Linked DNA regions of Hordeum vulgare: region 1 is linked to region 2. The links are chromatin contacts, called in public Hi-C maps. All regions are on one chromosome and are shown on one strand. Each heading gives the region's core, a stretch centred on a gene start, on an enhancer-like site or on the middle of the called end of the contact. The rest is flanking DNA. Distances are from core to core; before and after follow the strand shown.

The links. A called contact is a pair of places that touch in the nucleus more often than the background predicts.
Region 1: a contact with region 2 is called in a Hi-C map of leaf, with 4 times the contacts expected there. The contact joins the promoter of LOC123445352 here to the promoter of LOC123445340 in region 2. A contact is called at or near these places in 3 of 6 Hi-C or Micro-C datasets (leaf and seedling) and 1 of 1 datasets of contacts at active chromatin or transcription factors (embryo).

Annotation. Positions count from the first base shown.
Region 1 is chr1H:461,480,019-461,482,718 of MorexV3_pseudomolecules_assembly, forward strand. LOC123445352 (40S ribosomal protein S15a-1) reads left to right here and starts at 1,406. Exons shown (of 4, transcript XM_045122325.1): 1 at 1,406-1,509; 2 at 2,474-2,617. The coding sequence starts at 2,485.
Region 2 is chr1H:461,261,372-461,264,175 of MorexV3_pseudomolecules_assembly, forward strand. LOC123445340 (probable histone H2A.4) reads left to right here and starts at 1,296. Exons shown (of 2, transcript XM_045122316.1): 1 at 1,296-1,697; 2 at 1,771-2,365. The coding sequence starts at 1,479. The coding sequence ends at 2,031.

The DNA of each region.
Region 1 (2,700 bases), core at 156-2,655, 220 kb after region 2:
TATTCACCGTGGGTACGGGCGGTGTAAGAACATCTACAAGCGAATCCTTTATACTTGTCTTAAATGCTCGGACAAGACGTTTGGTCATTGATCGACATGAAATATTGACCTAACCATGCACCTCAAACGGAACTCAAATGTTTGGGCTGATCGAAATCCCTCATATCCAGCCAAATATGGGACGAATATGGGGGCGTCCGTCACGTCGACCTAGCCCGCGCTGGCTCGTATCGGCCCCACATATATTCGTCCCCATTTGCTCGCAAGACCAATCCCTAGCCACTTCATTCCACTCCCCTACATTCCCATCCGTCACCCAAGGGCACCTTCGATGATCTCCGGCCTTCTCCGACATGAAGGGCAGCAGATCTGACTCCGACCAATCCGGATCCATCGACTGGGTGTTATCCCCTGCGGGTTGGAGGAGGCAATGACGGTCCGCATTGCACTCTGCCACTCCCGCGAGGACAACGCCCGGCTCACGACATGATCTGTCTGCCGCGACTCTATCGCATCGACTCAACAGATGCTCGGGTCCTCCGGGGCTGGATCATCACGGTCTCGACGACCGAAAAATCTCTCCTTCCGCATCATCGGTCTGACAGACTTTGCTTCCCACCGGGAACGGGCTGTCCGTCGTGGGAAGGAGAGGATAATGGCGCTGAGGCCCGTATCGTAGAGGAAATGGCGGCACAGCCGCTTGATGCGGAGGAAGCCATCCGTGCCCGTATTTTGAAGAAACGACAACGTAGGAACACGCGCGCCCTCGCCCGAGAGCAGAATCTCCGTGGAATGACTGGACTGCCATCGAAGGTGGAGAAGGAGGTGAGCGACGACGAGGACAACTCCGGCTTGATCTGTACCGCGTCTTCGACCGATACTTCTGAAAAAGGACGACAAGGTATCCGCGAAGGGGAAGGGCAGCCATGGATGATGTCCATCATAGCGAGACATGCCAAATTTTGGTAGTCCGACGGCATGTTGTAGTGATGGAGTAGTCCGACGATGTGTGTAATGTATCGACGTAGTAGTTCCATCCGTTTGTATGGATTTGAGATATCATATTTAAGATGCCCGGTTATAGAATGCATTATTTGAGACGTGATCGGTCTTTGTCCACGGACGCGTCCGTACTCGCTCACGGACGTTTGAGGGGTCGAATTTGTAAGTTCTAGTTGTATATATAGTAGATGGTCTAAAGTGAATTGGCTCTCTTTATCCAACCCGTCCCACATGCCCCTCACCACGACCCGTCGCTCAAATATCCAAGCATCAAAGGACCAAACCGCAAAACCTGCGCGCATCCGCCTAGGGCAACCCACCCCCAGAGGCGATTGATCGCCGTCCAACCAAGATCCAACGGGCACGCGCCCGCCCTCTCTCCTTTTTTAACAGCTCAAAACCCTACCTCGGGCTGTTTCTCCATCGCCGTCGCCTTCCTCCCTCGCCCCCGCCTCCCCGCCGCCACCCCACCGAAGCAGAGAGCTCCCGGCGTCTCTCCCCTACGAGGTACGTCTCCCGCGGGTCCTCGGCCCCTCTCCGTCCCCTCCCCGCCCCCTCGCGCGTAGGGATCCTTCGCTAGGTCAGGCGTTGAAGGTGTTCGCTTCCACCATGCTGTTACTGATCAGATCCTTGGTCTCGTGGTTGTTTACTCGCACCTTCATGCTCGTGGTTGTACTGTATGTGGTAGGCAACGGCGCGAAACGAGTGCAGCTTCGGGTTTGATGGTGAATCAAGACGGTCTAGATTCTAAGATCACGAGTCCGCTGCGGCTGTTATAGTAGATCCCTTGGTTTCATCTTTCATCCCATGAATTGTACTACTGGCCAAATTATTTGGCCCCGTAAAAATCGAAATTGAAGCATGCTCTGTTGCGGATCAAAGACACGTGGTACTTATCTGTGGCATTTCCCTGAACAATTGTCGCAGAGTTCTTCCAAAACGGAAACCAGATGTTTAATCTGATGTAGGTTGGCATGTTTAATCTGAACCAATTAATTTGTGGCATGTTTAGCTGTCGTGGTATGCTTTAATAGGCGCTGTGCTTCACTGTCAATTATATCTGTTTCATGTGAACTTAGGAAACCATTTACATGACTGTCTGTCCTGTCTAAGTCTGGCTTGCTTCTGTGTTAGCAAGTCTCAGTAGGTGTGTTCCAAAGTAGTGGTGCCAAACAAAGCTCAGATGTTTTACCTTTGCATTTTCCAGTTCGTTACCAATCTTGTGAACCATGATGATTTAGAGGCTTTATGGGATTCCACCTAGTTTTATTCTATGTGCGGCATTTACTTTTATATGTCACACTTGCTCCTTTTTCACATCTGTTTCTGCTGTTGCTCAGTGATAGTTTAGCAGCTATTCAGGCAATCTTGCCACTCTCAGTCTTTTCATTTGGTTATGTTGTTTTAAACTCCTAGCAGAAATATGTGTGATGCAAGGTGACCTTATGAATCTTTGTGTCCATCTCTGCAGGTTAGGTAAGGATGGTGAGGGTTAGCGTCCTGAACGATGCTCTCAAGAGCATGTACAACGCTGAGAAGCGTGGCAAGAGGCAGGTCATGATCAGGCCCTCCTCAAAGGTGATCATCAAGTTCCTTATCGTCATGCAGAAGCACGGTTAGTTCTCTTTGATCCAATGTTCTATATGCAACCATCCAACAGCATGGATTACTCATTCAATGCCCCCCTCTTTTCTGCAG
Region 2 (2,804 bases), core at 46-2,545:
AATAAAGAGCTAGGCCCATGATTTTTGTTTGGTGTTATAAACCATTTTCTAATCTTTTTAAGCATATCCCTCAAGTTTTGCGTGTTAGGATAAAGAAATTGCCCCTTTCACCTAACAGAACAAACCTTCGAAGCCTTGATTATAGTGTTTTGATATCCTCGACAAAACAATAGTATGAGACCCTTGTTGACACTTCAATAATATGACCATACGACAGTGACATGATCATAGAATTACGACACTGTTAAGATAAAAAATAATATTACATGCCATCATGATTCCAAAAACCTCGTCCAGAATGGTAAGTATATAGACCACAAACCATACCTTTTTTAGAAAGCCCAACCTTGAAATTCTAAGCTCTAGCAGACTTGACATACAATATAGTGGCATTCTCTTGTTTTAAAACATTAATTTAATTATTCTCCTCATAGTATATATATAAACATTAGTATGTCGATATTTGTAAATTAAAATCCTACAATTCATCTATTTTGAGCTTTTTATGAGTCTCGCTAAAGAAACTAAAAAAGGAAACGCCTGTGGCCGGGCGCGCGACCCGCGCATGCAGTTGATTAGGCATCCAACTTTTTTCTCGTCTAAATTTGCTGCAACCAATGTTTATATTTGCTAAAAGCGTTTTCTATTTGCTACATTTAACCAGTAAAAAGCTGCATATACGTTTGGTTGCAGCTTCAGTTCATCGGATTTTTTGTTACAACCGGTGTTTTTTACTTTTGCTACAACCGTGTTAATTTTTGCTACAACCGATATCATTTTTACTGCAATCGTTTATTAAAAAATTGCATACACGTTTATCAGAGTTGCAACCCGAATTCACCGGATTGTTTTTACTACAACCCACATTTTGTTTTGATACCATGCATCATCGGCGTATTTTTTTACTATGATCACGTTTATATTTTTTGCTACAACCATATTTTTATTGCAATCGTGACCGATGTTTGCTGCATCGTGATCAAAATTTGCTACATCGAGGTATTTTGCTGCAAGAACAGTTTTGATGGTGCGGTCTGCGTGCAACCGACCGAAAGTTTCGAAGCGCCGACGCATAGCGCTGCCCAACTAAAAAGCCCGAGGCCGAATAGCCCCGCCATATCTATGTGTAACCAAAATCACAATCCACAAGCACTCACAACATTTGCTCAAAGAAAAAAAAAACATTTGCAAGCTCTCATCGTCCTATTGGTTGCTCTCCCTCTCACACGGATCGCCGAGGCCCACCAACGGCTGGCGTCCGTCGACCCCAAGACGCCAGCGCTCCAGATGGAAGCACCGCCCCCCAACCTCCATACTCGCCCGGAGAACAAACACAGAACAGAAACACACAGAAAGCACAAACGCACACTCCACCGCACAAAACAAGCCTAAAAAAAACCCCGAGGAAATCGACAGGGAGAAAAGGGGGCGAAAAAAAGGAGAGCAAAGAGGAAAAGCTTCGGAGCTCTGGATCGGCGATGGAGTCGGTAGCGAAGGCGCCGAAGAAGGCCGGCGCGGCCGGGCGCCGGGGCGGCGGCGGGCCGAAGAAGAAGGCCGTCTCACGCTCCGTCAAGGCCGGCCTCCAGTTCCCCGTGGGCCGCATCGGGCGCTACCTCAAGCAGGGCCGCTACGCCAAGCGCGTCGGCAGCGGCGCCCCCGTCTACCTCGCCGCCGTCCTCGAGTACCTCGCCGCCGAGGTGGGCCGCGCGCGCCAGCCGCGAGACTGGCTCCGATTCGCCTCTGTTTTACTTTCTATTTTTTGTCTGGCAGCTCCTGGAGCTGGCGGGGAACGCGGCGCGGGACAACAAGAAGAACCGGATCATCCCGCGGCACGTGCTGCTCGCGATCCGCAACGACCAGGAGCTCGGGAAGCTGCTGGCCGGCGTCACCATCGCCTACGGAGGTGTCCTGCCCAACATCAACCCCGTGCTGCTTCCCAAGAAGCCCGCCGCGGCGGCTGCCAAGGAGCCCAAGGCGGGCACCACCAAGTCTCCCAGGAAGTCCCCCGCCAAGAAGGCGGCCGCCGCTTAGGCCCGGCACTCGCTATGCCGGTGCCCCATCTCACCCTCTCCTCCCTCTTCTCTGTTTCTCTGTCTGTCTGGGTTGAACCGTAACGCACCAAGTTGTCGTCGTCGTCGTTGCTGCATGCCGTCGTTGCCATGGATCGATTGCTGCTTGTTTGTACTTATTTTGCGTGGCTTCCGCATAGGTGCCAATCAGCTTATACTCTGTAACCTGATTAACACCGCTGTATGTTCGTATAAGTTCGTAGGTCAAGGGAGAGAGGGAGGGGAAGGGAAACTGTGAATGCCTCTTTGTAATAAAATTGTGAAGATGTGAAAAATATCAAGGACTGATTGTCGTCTCTCTTTTGCTGCACGCTAAGACCGATTTCTTGAGTTTATCTGGTTGCTTTGGGCATGTTTTGCTTGTTTGCACCCTTAGAGCACCTCCAACGTGCCGATCTGGTTTGCGGTGCGCCAATCATCACGTTTGGCGTGGCGTTTGCAGCGTGACCATGCGTTGGCTTCCGCAGTCGCGTTAAAATGCACAGCGCGCGAGCAGCATGCGCTCACATTTGTTCATTTTTAATACAAATTTCATACATCAACACAAAACACATGTCATATAATTTGCGTTCATCGTCACGTTTGGCGCGGTGCGCCGCGCTGTGATAATTCGCGTCCATCGTCACGTTTGGCGCGGTGCGCCGCGCTAAAATGCACAGCGCGTGAGCAGCAGGCGCTCACATTTGTTTATTTTGGATACAAATTTCATACATCAACCCAAAACACATGTCATAT